Linked DNA regions of Ovis aries: region 1 is linked to region 2. The links are chromatin contacts, called in public Hi-C maps. All regions are on one chromosome and are shown on one strand. Each heading gives the region's core, a stretch centred on a gene start, on an enhancer-like site or on the middle of the called end of the contact. The rest is flanking DNA. Distances are from core to core; before and after follow the strand shown. Region 1 overlaps MCF2L2 (MCF.2 cell line derived transforming sequence-like 2). Region 2 holds the start of B3GNT5 (UDP-GlcNAc:betaGal beta-1,3-N-acetylglucosaminyltransferase 5).

Region 1 (3,533 bases), core at 644-3,143, 84 kb before region 2:
GAAGAGTCTCTTGATGAAAGTGAAACAGAAGAGTGAAAAAGCTGGGTTAAAAAAAAAAAAGCTGGGTTAAAACTCAAGATTCAAAAAATTAAGACCATGGCATCTGGTGCCAGCACTTCATGGCAAATAGATGGGGCAACAATGAAACAGTGACAGATTTAATTTTCTTGGGCTCCAAAATCACTGCAGATGGTGACTGCAGCCATGAAATTAAAAGACGCTTGCTCCTTGGAAGAAAAGCTATGAAAACCTAGACAACATATTAAAAAGCAGAAATATTACTTTGTCAACTAAGGTCCATCAAATCAAAGCTATGGTTTTTCCAGTAGTCATGTATGGATGTGAGAGTTGGACTGTGAAGAAAGATGAGTGCTGAAGAATTGATGCTTTTGAACTGTGGTGTTGGAGAAGACTCTTGAGAGTCCCTTGGACTGCAAGGAGATCCAACCAGTCAATCCTGAAGGAAATCAGTCCAGAATATTCATTGAAAAGACTGATGCTGAAGCTGAAGCTGCAATACTTTGGCCATCTGATGCAAAGAACTGACTCATTGGAAAAGACCCTGGTGCTGGGAAAGATTGAAGGCAAGAAAAGAAGGGGATGACAGAGGATGAGATGGTTGGATGGCATCACCGACTCGATGGACATGAGTTTGAGTAGGCTCTGGGAGTTGGTAATGGACAGGGAAGCCTGGGGTGCTGCAGTCCATGGGGTTTCAGTCGGACACGACTGAGCGACTGAACTAACTGAACTCTGGCCAAGAGGAAGGGAATCACTTAGAAGCATTCAGTTGCTTTCAGCTTCCACATATTCTCACAGTACTCTTTATTATTTTTTTTTAGTGCATATATTGTTGTGGACATGAGTTTGAGCAAACTCCAAGAGACGGTGAAGGACAGGGAAGCCTGGCATGCTGCAGCCCATGGAGTTGCAGAGTTGGACACGACTGAGTGACTGAACAGCAACAAAGTCTGTTGTCAGAATCCCTGCCAGTTTCTAGAGCAGCCTGATCCTGCTGCCTTAGACTTTCAGGGAAACTCTGAAAGTTTCAATTGGGAAACTCTCACCTAGCTCAGCAACCAGCTGCCTTCTGAGGTGTTTAGTTGGGCTTAGCTGAAGCCTTGCCCATTTAATCAGAGATTTAGTGAGAGTTTTCCCATAAGAATAAAACATAAAGCCCACCAGACAAAGGAAAGAGTTGTCACACTCCAGGAAGTCCTTGATCCTGATCATCAGGAGGCGGTCAGCCTGCTACCTAACAGAGGCAGAGAGGAACACATCTGGTGCTCCTGTCATCCACAGGGACATGTCCCAGGACTTCCCTGCCCCACTGTCACTGTAAATGGGCAAGTAAAAGGGCAGAAGCCAGACAAGAGTCTGGGACCCCCACTATGTATGCCACCAGCGAAGTGCCAGGTGAGAGGGAAAGGGATGTAGAATGAGTGGGAGGGAGATAATGACTTAAGGGTACAACGTAAGGACGACTTCAGCAGCCGGCAGCAGACATAGGTTTAACTAGGACTCTTACTATGTCCACTGGTGGAAATGTCCCCCGTGGGAATCAAGACCTTCAGACCCACTGAGGCTGAGTAGAAGGAATGGGAGGACAATTCCCCGTGTGGGTCACTTTAGGTGTGACAATGAATAAGGTCACAACTCACTCAACCTCTTGGCTCCCGTATCCATATATTCTGCCTCCTGGCGTCCTGGTGCCATAAAGTGGCCGTTGGTTTAAGGTATATGCTGCATCCTGAGGTTAGCACACCAACCCCTCAGTCTCATGTTCAAACTGCTGCTCACAGGTGCCTTCAAGAGGCTCTCTTAGGTCAGCAGCATCTGAACATGTGGTAGGCTCAGTGGGCTGGTCCTGTGGTCACATGCCCGTGGCTGTTCCTCTTTTGCCAGAATGAGTCTCTCAATCAAAGCAGTGTTCTGTTCTCGGTGTTGCAAACTGACGCACAGAAAGTAGGACGGAAGCAGGTGTCAACCCCACTCACAGTGAATCACTGTACTCTCCAGCTTGGAGGGCCTGATGAAATCACCTGTTCTCCTCAAGGGCTCAGCATGGGTCTCTGCTGGCAGTCAACACTGGCAGCAGCTAGACTGGTCTTGATGATAGGAGCCCATGCTGCTAGGACCATGCACAGCCTTCCATCCACTGCCAAGACTTCTCCATTCATGAGCCCATTGTGCAGGTACTGGGGTGCCAAGGAAGAAGCTGGCTGACACCTCCTGGCTAAGCCATCCAGTCAGCTTGGTTCTTTGGTAACTTCTCTGCAATGGGTGTTCTCTGGAGTTGTTAAAGCATGGCACAAAGATCCTCACATTTCGAGCTCACATCCATATATGTATGTGCCTCTTCCCCAGTCAGATCATGTAATCTGATGCTAGTTATCCTCCAAGAAGGGGTTGGGGGAAGGGTGATGGGGATGTATCCTGAGGAGGGCAAGCACTGTCTTGCACAGTAAGTCCCCTACACATGAATCTTCAAGTTGAGAACTTTCAAAGATGTGAACATGCATTCACATGTCCAACCATGTAAGTTAGTTCATGTGTCTGGCGTACACTGTTGCATGTGTGTAGCCTCTGAAGGTAATTGTGCCTTTGTGTACTTCACTGTACAATACTGTGTAGAGTACAGTAGGGCAGTATCTTTATTTCAAGCCCAGGATGTCTGGAAGCAAGTGTAAAAGCAGGGGTCATGTAGCTGGTACTGCTAAGAAGCGCCAAGCGATAACGATGGACACAAAAGTGAAAGTAATTGCAAGAGTAGAGAGACAGGAGAAAGAAGAAGTAACTGAAGAACCAAAGAGATTCACATTGCAGGAAATGGCAAGGGGATTTTCTTTAGTTGAGGAGGCACTGTTAATTTTTAAGACACAGGATCCAAACCTAGAATGGTACATGAAGATTGCAGCAGCCATTCAGAATGCAGTCTAGTGTTACTGTGTCATCTATGATGAAGCTACTATCCAGATATCACTGGATTGTTCTTTGAAGAGGGTAGATCGAATTGAATCCAGCAAGGAACTAGAACTTGTGCCATCAGTCAGGCATGAGTGAAATTGCAGTCTGCCTTCCATTTCCTATGGCTGACGATCCTTCAGCTCTACCATCTCCTACCTCCTCTCCCCTTTCCAGTCAGTGACTCTTCTTCACAGTGACTCTTACTGACTCAAAGCCAGCCCCTGTATGCCAACTGTTGTACTGTACTTTTCAAGGTACTAAGGTTTACTTTTTGTATGTTTGTTTCTTATGTATTATTTGTATATAAAGTACTATAAACCTATTATAGGACAGTATTATATAGCTGATTGTGTTAGTTTGGTATCTAGACTGACTTTGTTGGACTTATGAACAAATTGGATATAACACACTCTTAGAATGGAACCTGTTCATATTAGGGGACTTACTCTATGTCTTATCTGAGACTTCTGCATAATCTTGCAGGGAGGAGAAGGGCTGATTCTCCATCAAGGGGGAATGGCACACTTCTGCCAGTCCAGGCGAACAAGGGCATGCACCCAGATATT
Region 2 (3,572 bases), core at 616-3,115:
TGGGACAGGGTGCCAGCTTGCTGTAAGAAATCCTCCCAGATGTACAAAGCTTCCTTCCCTGTGCATGTGTGGGCAGCTGTCAGGCATTCTGGACCACTTTGCTCATCCCCATCTCTTATCCACACCCTCTCCTCTGCTCCCACCTAAAGCTCCACATCCTTTCACCAATGTCTTGACTTACTTTTGAATCATTTCTCTTTCTGTCTGGGTTGTCTCTCTTCATATAGGTCGATGTGAATATGTGATTTTCACATATATTTATCAATGTTTCAGTCAGTTTGTATAGGACACAATCCCATGTGTACAAGCATGTGGAATACACATGTGTGATACCTGGACTTATGTGGGCCTAGTTCCAAATGACCTGATGGGAATATAACGGCAATTGAACATTTGTACATAAATCTGACATATACAGATGATACCTAGGGAGAATATCTGTGGGTTTATCACCAGGATTTTGTTTCACATAGGTAAAAGGGGGTGATTTGCAATGGCACCCCACTCCAGTACTCTTGCCTGGAGAATCCCATGGATGGAGAAGCTGCAGTCCATGGGGTCACTAAGAGTCGGACACGACTGAGCGACTTCACTTTCACTTTTCACTTTCACGCATTAGAGAAGTTGAAATGGCAACCCACTCCAGTGTTCTTGCCTGGAGAATCCCAGCAATGGTGGAGCCTGATGAGCTGCCATCTATGGGGTCGCACAGAGTCGGACGTGACTGAAGCGACTTAGCAGCAGCAGCAGCAACAATAAATTAGCTTATTTATGGGTCACAGTCAGTGACTCCCTTACAAGTCAAAATACCTAAATGTTTCTATCTGTGATAAGACATGTCATGAGGTCTGAGTAGATAATAGGAATACTGGGTTTGAGTAGATAATAGCAATACTAAGCCACACTCTCTATAGGTAATATATAAAAGAAAATAATCGCATGGCTCCATATGCTAAGGAGCTAAAGAAAGCAATTACAACACCTCTTTAAAAATCTAGCTAGAAATAACAAGTACAATGTTGTGTTTACAGTTTCAAATTGATTCCATAATCTACTTTCAAGTCATTACCTGCCATTCCTTTTTTTAAAATTTATTTAATTCCTTTTACAATAACAAATCCAAAGCTTTTACTTTACTGAAGTAAAGGGTTAAATTTTTTTCTGTCATATTCTTAAATAATATTGTACAATTATAAAATCGTTCAAAATATCACCACTATTCAATGACAATATTTGTTCTATAAGGAGGATGCTAGAACAACATCTGGGGAATAAGTAACCAAACCCCCCAAAATGATTTGTTTATACTTTCCTCCCTTCAGTGGAAATTTATATTCTGATTTTGTCTACTATGTGTATTAAGTATTCTGAGTGGGGAAAACACCTCAAAGAGGACATTCAGGTGGATCCTGACTCATAGTTGATGATCTGAGAGTGAAGTGAAGTCGCTCAGTTGTGTCCGACTCTGCGACCCCATGGACTGTAGCCTACAGGCTCCTCCGTCCATGGGATTTTCCAGGCAAGAACACTGGAGTGGGTTGCCATTTCCTTCTCCAGGAGATCTTCCCAACCCAGGGATTGAAGTCGGGTCTCCCGCATTGTAGGCAGACGCTTTACCATCAGCCACCAGGCAAGTCTGATGATCTGAGTAAATAATCTCAATTAACTAAAGAGGTGTGGAGAAGCACTTCCTGGAGCTGCCTTGCACCGACAGGAATAGACAGGCCGGACGCATCACCTTCACCTACACGCTGGGGTGGTGGCTACCGGGCAGGCCAGGCTGGGCTTCGGAGTGACGCCAAGAGTGCAGGAAACGCAGCACGCTGCTCACGGGCCGCGCCCCTGCCCTCCGCCGGGAGCCCCTGATTGGGTCCCCCAGCTTTCAGCCGGCTCCAGCCCGCTTCCCGCTGGGGTAGCAAGCCCAGCCGAGAGCCAACTCCCCAGCCCCTGCCTAAAATTTAAAACGAGTAAGTTTTGTTCCGGAGACCAATGACTTTAGTTCCCATGCCGGCGGAGTGCCGACCTGCGATTTGGAAGTTTAAGGAGCTGGTCCTGGTGAGTTTTGCTTTACGTTTTCTTTGAAATGAAGCTGGGCTTGAAAGTAAACTCATTGCGGGGCGGAGTGAGTCTCTCCCACCGGCCCATTGCATTCCTGAAACGAACCGCTGTCGCAAAGCTGTATGCAGTAAAATTGAGTTTCCTTCTTTTGTCACTGAGGCCCCCTGAAGCTCGGAGCGGGGGTGCGTAAGCGGTGTGACAAGAGATCTTTTAAAGTCTAGCTTGCCCTTAGAACTCTCGCTCTGAAAAGGAAAATAAGGTGCTCAGAGAACTGCGGCTCAATCAGTCAAAACTTATCTCCCGTAGATGAGTAAACCGTTGCGTGTTCTGAACGAAAGGATCACTTGTCCAACAAATTCTGCCTCCTAATGCAGTGTATATGGAGATCAGTTGTTTCATATGGAATTAATATGTGTGATCAATCGTACTCTTTTTAAACTGCTCCGCATCCACCGCATCCTAACTGGGGCCCAGGCCGCCTGTAGGTGGAAATGTAGTCTTCTCTTCCGGATCACTAAATGGGGAAAGTTCCAGCCTGCTCGGCGGGGATAATTCGCAACTCCTCATCTGGTTTGTTCTTTGTGAGGGGAGACGGATTCCCTTGGTCCGCAGCAAGGGCTCCTGGCCGGCCTGGCCTCCGCCCCGCCCCTGCCCGGCCCGGCCGCCTCGCCGCGCCTCCCAGCCGGAGTGGCTCCCGGACTGCGGGAAAGGAGTCTGTTCTGCTTCGTCTGGACCAGGCGAGGTCGCCAGGGCCGAGAGGGGAGGAGAGTCGCTCGCACGGCGGCTCCAGGACTTCAGGTTGGAATGAGCTCTGGGGCCCAGGAGGCGAGGCTGTAGCTGACACCGGGCTTGGAGTCGGCTCGCGGCCCTGGTCCGGAGCGCGAGGCCAGGCGTCGGGAAGCTGGGGCCGCCCTATCCGCCGCGGGGCAAGGCTGCCCGCTGCCCGAGAGTACGGCGGGGAAAGAGGCACGTTCCCTCCCCGGGGCGCCTTTGTTCATTCGGGCCTGCGGGCGGGCGTTTGGCGACCGCGACCCTGGGCCGAGCCGCCATCCAGATGCAGCAGGTAGGCTGGGGGGCCCGGAGCTCCGGGGCGGGGGGTAGGGCGAAGTTCCCCGGAGCCGGTCCCCATTCCTACGAGCTCCAGCTAGGCGGCCGCCGCGCCGCGATGCCGAAACCGGCCGGAGCGCGGGAGCCGGGAGGGGAACGCCGCGCCCTGCCGGCCTCGGTTCCCGGCTGTGGGGCCCCCAACCTTGCGCCCACACCTAGGCTGCAGGGGTGAATTCGGGTAGAGATCCTGCGTCGTGTTAGAAGTTGGGAAACCGCCAGACAGGGGAAGCTTTCAGTGAGTTACTGGCTGGGGTAATACAGACAAGGAAGTAGGCGGGCGGGATAACTGGGAAACGAGACCTCTTTCTAAGCGGGGAGGTCCTGGCCACGCTTTCCTTTGACTTTGCCAAATTTTATTTTGCTTCCTGAAGTGACAGAGTCATTTGTTTACTCAGATGACCCTTACG

Evidence for each region. A called contact is a pair of places that touch in the nucleus more often than the background predicts.
Region 1: a Hi-C map of blood shows a contact between it and region 2, with 2.6 times the contacts expected there. The contact joins the enhancer-like site here to the promoter of B3GNT5 in region 2. A contact is called at or near these places in 4 of 16 Hi-C or Micro-C datasets (blood and muscle).

Annotation. Positions count from the first base shown.
Region 1 is chr1:204,715,266-204,718,798 of ARS-UI_Ramb_v3.0, reverse strand. All of the region lies in intron 25 of MCF2L2 (MCF.2 cell line derived transforming sequence-like 2), which reads right to left. Among named protein-coding and RNA genes, the nearest start is that of LAMP3, 20 kb to the left of the region's middle. Within about 2 kb of position 1,893, at least 5 of the 54 cell types and tissues checked have an H3K27ac peak or open chromatin away from gene starts, as enhancers often do.
Region 2 is chr1:204,631,595-204,635,166 of ARS-UI_Ramb_v3.0, reverse strand. B3GNT5 (UDP-GlcNAc:betaGal beta-1,3-N-acetylglucosaminyltransferase 5) reads left to right here and starts at 1,865. Exons shown (of 3, transcript XM_042233934.2): 1 at 1,865-2,055. All of the region lies in intron 15 of MCF2L2 (MCF.2 cell line derived transforming sequence-like 2), which reads right to left. LOC101103203 (LINE-1 retrotransposable element ORF2 protein) reads left to right here and starts at 2,062. Exons shown (of 6, transcript XR_009601696.1): 1 at 2,062-3,121.